Regions from separate parts of the Mus musculus genome. Here region 1 is linked to region 2. A link is a contact called in public promoter capture Hi-C data. All regions are on one chromosome and are shown on one strand. Each heading gives the region's core, a stretch centred on a gene start, on an enhancer-like site or on the middle of the called end of the contact. The rest is flanking DNA. Distances are from core to core; before and after follow the strand shown. Region 1 holds the start of Ipo11 (importin 11). Region 2 holds the start of Srek1 (splicing regulatory glutamine/lysine-rich protein 1).

The links. Promoter capture Hi-C pulls out the DNA fragments that hold promoters and counts their contacts.
Region 1: a contact with region 2 is called in a promoter capture Hi-C map of liver, with 3 times the contacts expected there. The contact joins the promoter of Ipo11 here to the promoter of Srek1 in region 2. A contact is called at or near these places in 4 of 39 promoter capture datasets (cranial neural crest, frontonasal cranial neural crest, liver and 1 more).

The regions. Positions count from the first base shown.
Region 1 is chr13:106,935,370-106,938,415 of GRCm38.p6, reverse strand. It overlaps Ipo11 (importin 11), which reads left to right and starts at 1,458. Exons shown (of 30, transcript NM_029665.4): 1 at 1,458-1,656.
Region 2 is chr13:103,773,257-103,775,978 of GRCm38.p6, reverse strand. It overlaps Srek1 (splicing regulatory glutamine/lysine-rich protein 1), which reads left to right and starts at 1,371. Exons shown (of 12, transcript NM_001361085.1): 1 at 1,371-1,680. The coding sequence starts at 1,520. Gm52054 (a long non-coding RNA gene) reads right to left here and starts at 1,362. Exons shown (of 4, transcript XR_003950659.1): 1 at 943-1,362.

The DNA.
Region 1 (3,046 bases), core at 209-2,708, 3.2 Mb before region 2:
TTCTAATATTTTCCCTATTCTCTCAAAATTGAGCATGAAAATATAGTAATGAAGTACAGTGGATTGAGGGTTATTCATCTAGCTGTAAATATTTGTTTTGTCAACAATATGCACCTGCATCTTCCATTCAATACTAGTCAAAATTAGTACTTCTGAATACATCCTAATTTGGGGTCCTAGTATTCTAGACACACTTTGTGTATGCTTTTGTTGTTGTTGTTGTGTGTTTTTTTTTTTTTTTTTTTTTTTTTTTTGAGGCAGGGTTTCTCTGTGTAGTCCTGGCTGTCCTGGAACTCACTCTATAGACCAGGCTGGCCTTGAACTCAGAAATTCGCCTGCCTCTGCCTCCCAAGTGCTGGGATTAAAGGCATGTGCCACCATGCCCGGCCTGCGTATGCTCATTTTTTAAAATTAAACATTTCCTAAGATTTACAAAAGACCTATGACTCCAATAAAAGAGTTCTATTTTTCAAAATTTCTCTTTTTAATAACTACTTAATTCTTTCTTCCCACACTAACTATCGCTTGTCTCTCTACCATTGGACACATCCTCTGGGTGGTTGGCAACATTAGCATCAACGGGAATGTGGATACATTTTAGACCAACCATGTAGCTGTGAGTTTGTGCTACACCACTTTGTGCTCCCAGAGGATCACGCACTTCCACCCACTCTCCAGGAACTCTTTGGATTCTGGAATGAAAGCCACACACACATTAGCTTATTTTTGAAATGCCTTTGGTTAACTCAATGACTGGGCACTCCTAAACCTTCCCAACAGAGACTATATGCATGTAACCCTAACACTTGAGAAGTGGCGGCGTCGGAATTTGAAGGTCATCCTCAGCGATGCCAGCCTGGGGTCCTGAGACCCTGATTAAACAGCAGAACTCTAGCGGGGCGTGGTGGCACACACCTTTAATCCCAGCACTCGGGAGGCAGAGGCAGGCGGATTTCTGAGTTCGAGGTCAGCCTGGGCTACAAAGTGAGTTCCAGGACAGCCAGGGCTATACAGAGAAACCCTGTCTCGAAAAAACAAGAACAAAAAACAAAACAAAAACCAGCAGAACTCTAACCCCCACCCCCCAAAAAAAAAAAAAAAAACCAAAACCAACAATGCTCATCCAAATACCTATGGTGGCAGAGTTCATCAATGGGATTCTTTTGATGACCCTCTTCTGCCGTGACAGACTCCTAAACCAAGTAGCTGACAGAATAGTGAAGATGCAATGAATGGTTTTGACTTAGGCTTCGATCAGCGCAGGAGACTATCGATTTTCTCCGGACCTACGGTTTCCATAGTTACAGGGGCCCCTAAGCCGGCGCCTTGCTCCGGGTACCACGCAAGCGCACACAACCCTATTGGCTGCCGCGCGCCTTCGGGTTCGAACTCGAGTTCCTCCCTCCCCTTCCCTCCGCCGTCCTATGGCCTCCCTCCTCGGCCTCTCGGCGCTCTGGGAACCTGTGACGTAATTTTAGCGCGCCCTCGTCGTTTGGAGTGGCGACGCGGAACATGGCGCGTTCCTAGAAGCCGTTTTCGGCATCAGTAGGCGGCAGCGTGTGGACTAGGAGCGTGGGGGACGAGGAAGCAACCAACGCCGCTTCGTGTGGACAAGTGGAAAGGGGCGGGCCGGGCGGTTCCGGACCGAAGCACGCGGTGAGGCCCGGCCGCGAGCCGCGCGGATGGAAGGAAGGAAGGGAGGAGTGGGCTGGGCAGCGAGAGACCCCGCGCCGAGGGCGGAACGCGGGGTCCCGCGGAGCTGTGCGGCGTGGCCGTGGGCCCTCGCGGCTCTGGTGTAGCCCGGGCGAGCACGGGCTCCCGGGCTGTGGGAAGCCTCTGGGTGCTGGGTCCACGGTGCGGCGTGGCAGGGTCTGAGTGACAGGCTGAGCAAAGGCGAGGGTACCTATTGTGTCCCCTGTCGCCGGCCAGGGGGCTGTATTTGTCCTTGGAGGCTTTGGGCTGCACAGCACGAGGGAAACGTGTTCCCCTTCCCAAGACCGGTGTGTGGAGTTAGCTGCACACGCGACCTTGCCGTGGAAGCTGTGCTTTGGAAAGCTTTAAGCATTCCGATCGTTCCTTCACCTTTAAGGAAAAAGTGAAGGGACTTCAACATCAATTCTCCGAGAGGAGATTCATGCTGAGGTATGGCCGCCAGTGCACAGGCTCAGCGACTCCTGCAGCTTTACATTTGGGAATATTTGTGATTCAGCAAAATTATTTCGAGGCCCATAGCATTTGCTCTTTTCCCCTTAATTCTCTTATTGCGTGGTCAACGTGAGAATCTTACAGCAGAGTGATTTTTTTTTTTTTTTTTTTTTTTTTTTTTTGCGTACATAGCAAAGACCGGTAATCTGGCTTCTGGTGCCAAGGTTGTAGTTGGCACACCTCTTCTCCACACGTTACAGGAGCTCTGTTACATGCGATAATGCCTTTAAGATATGCTTGTTGTATAGAAGGAAGCAAGGAAGAGCAGTTGGCAACCATATATTTTAACCTCTCGTGGACTGAGATTTTTCTCTTCCATTTCCACATTATTTCAGAATTTTGTTCTTTGGTTAAGGGCAGAATGACTTCATTATATGAGCTTGATAGCTTTCTTTACATCATTACCTACATGGCTTGATAGCTTTCCCCACATCTTTGTTCCACACAGAGGAAAATTTTGGTAGAATTAGAATTTTTTTTTCCTGCTGGTGGTAGGATTGCAGACTTTTTTCTTCTTCTTTGGGTGTTCTGATGGTGTCTAGCATAAACATTTTAATTTATTTTGTGGACATGTGTAATAGCTATAGGGCAGGAGGGCATTTTTTTTTGCCTTGATTACACTTCTTAAAGCCAAAAGAGAATTCTCAAAGGAATTTGGTTGTAGTAATATGGATGGAGGTTCCAAAGCAGTGTGCAACAGTTATTTGGTAATTAAACAAGTCTTTAGATTTTGTGATATTATGAAATGTATTTACATTCAGCACCAAGCTAGAAGGCAGAATAGTACTTGTAGTATTTGGATATAAGATATACTGAAGATGTTTCTCAAGAATACAGATAT
Region 2 (2,722 bases), core at 122-2,621:
CCATCAGAACAAAGGTGAAAAGAGCAACAAAGTCTTTTTGTTTTTGTTTTTCTTCTTTTGTTTTTTTGAGACAGGGTTTCTCTGTGTAGCCCTGGCTGTCCTGAAACTCACTCTGTAGACCAGGCTGGCCTCGAACTCAGAAATCCACCTGCCTCTGCCTCCCAAGTGCTGGGATCAAAGGCTTGCACCACCACCGCCCTGTGGCAACAAAGTCTTAATAATTAGTACATGTGTTGGGGTCTCCCTCCCCCAGCATAGCTGTAGCCATTTCGTTCCATGTCTGCTAGCTACTTCATATGTTGCTGTAGTGTGCCTGCCAGTCATTGACACAGAAAAATAACTTGACTCAGAACAGAGTCATGCTGATCACATACCCTGTTCTGTTCTGTGTGTTATGAGGTTTGTTAATCTTAAGAAATTCCACAACTGTAGGCTTCATGTAGGACCCATCAAATTAAAGGTCAATATAAACTGTCACGTCTAAAATGGCTTGAGTGAGGGCTGACTACCAGGCAGCCCTTCCAGCACCTGCATTGGAGCCCACTGTGGTTTGAGCGGTTTTAACCTTTAGAAGATGGCCATTAAGAAATATCCAGCGCTCAGCTTTTTGAGCTGTTGCCCTGGTCCATCAGGCTTGTGGTGTGAGTTATATAAACCATCCCTGTTTAACTGAGTTTGATGTTTGTGTGCTTTGTAGAGCAACTCCAGGACCCCAATAAGTTTTTATATTGTGGGCCCACAGGAATGGACTTGAACCATGAACTTTGGATATAGCTGCTCTGGTTGAAAATGATTGCGCAGTATTAAGGTGCAAGTTGCATGTAGACAGTTTGTGTCTTTTACCTGCCTTTGTCTAAAAGTATAGATATTAGGGCCCGCTAGTAAATAAATTGCATGTTATAAATTGACAGCAAAGCCTTTCATTCACTCATTTACCCTAACCTCCATAATTGGTGTGAAAATTTCCAAGAATTCTCATAATCAGGGTGCCTGCCAATTTTGAAAATAGGTTAAGCGGGGTTGCAGCCTGTATTTAATAATGAAGCTATTGTTTGGTCAGGTATTAATGTATAATGTCCAGATGTCATTGTCCCTTTACCACTGCAGCCCAGGCCTCTGGGTTCCTCCGCCTGATGTGGAGAAAGAGCCGAGCTGCTTAACTGACAGAAGCATCGAGAAGTGATGGAGTTTGTAGGCACAACCTCCGCAACCCTCACTGCAGCAGCAGGTAAACCTCTCTGAAGACCTAGTGACGCCTAGCAACAGTCCCGGCGACCTGACCCCAGGGCTGCGGCCGCCAGGACCCGCGGGGAGCCGCCGCGTTGCCAGGGCGACGCTTCCGGCCGGCGCGCGCAGCCCCCGGAGCAGGAGAGTTGCGCGATGGGCGGCTAGACGTGCCCGGGCGCGGAGGATTAGCTCTCGGGAGCGCGCTCGCGGCCGCGCGCCTCTGCTTCCCAGGCTCCGTCGCTGACGCGTCGTGGACGTTGGGGAGCGGGAAGGCAGCAGCAGCGAGGCCGGGATGAACAGCGGCGGCGGCTTCGGCTTGGGCTTAGGCTTCGGCCTCTTCCCTACGACGGTGATTCAGGTGACGAACCTCTCGTCGGCGGTGACCAGCGAGCAGATGAGGACGCTCTTTTCCTTCCTAGGAGAAATCGAGGAGCTACGGCTCTACCCCCCAGAGTGAGTGCTGGAGCCCGGCGGGGGGAGGGGCGCGCCGCCATCCAGACCTCGGGCGCCGAGGGAGGCACGGGGCGAGCGCGGGCGTCACGTGACGGCGCGCTTCCCTAGGCGGCCATGTTTGATGAGGGCACCCGGCCGGCCGCGGGGCCTCTCCGCGGTGAGGTTTTGTTAATTGAGCTCCACGCGGGGTTCCTGCAGAGGACTTAGGGGTGCCTTCCTCTCTCGAGCCTCCGGGACTGTGGTTGATGCCCGGCCTTCGAGTTGGGTGCCCCGGGCCTTTGGTTTCCCCCGAACTTAAGATGGCCGCAGGTGGGCCGGCGACAGTCCTCATGGCAAATGCCTATAACGTTTCTTTTTTTTTTTTTTTTTTTTGCACTGGGAGAATCGTGGAGAACGCCAGCAACGCCAACGCCCGGACCTCTAGGTCTTAATGTCAGGCTGCTAGCGCTGCTGAGGGAGCGAGCGGATGACAACATGGAATCGGGGCTGTTTTTGTTCTCCGGGGTGATCTTAGACATTTACCATCGTTTTGGTTTTTCTAACCGAGCCCATATTCACGATCTTAAAGATCACGTCAATCTCTCCTTTTGGCAACAGCCTGAATTTTCCTTCTCCAAGAAGGTCACGCTGGCTCAGACGTTTCAAAAAGTATAAATCGGTGCAGAATTATCACTACTGTGTACATGTGTTTAAAATCCAGCGCTCGCTTCTTAGGCAGTGTACTTGAAGTGGTAAATTTCCCTTATGCAGTATTCACTAATCGGATAACTTGTAATGGTTTTACCGTTCGTAACATTCTCACACTCATAAACTTTAAGAAAATACTAAGGGCCACGGTATTTTGTTCTTTATGCTAAAATTATTTGAAGGAAAAGTTGTCCACGATTTTTTTGGGAAAAGATTTTGGCTTATTTCATAGTCATGCACACAGAACAATATATCTCTCTACTCTCTGTAAGTAGCAGAATGGCTACAAATTGATTTCTTACGGATGTGACTATTTAATGTTATGCATTCAAAAAAGTTGAAATAAAACAGTGAC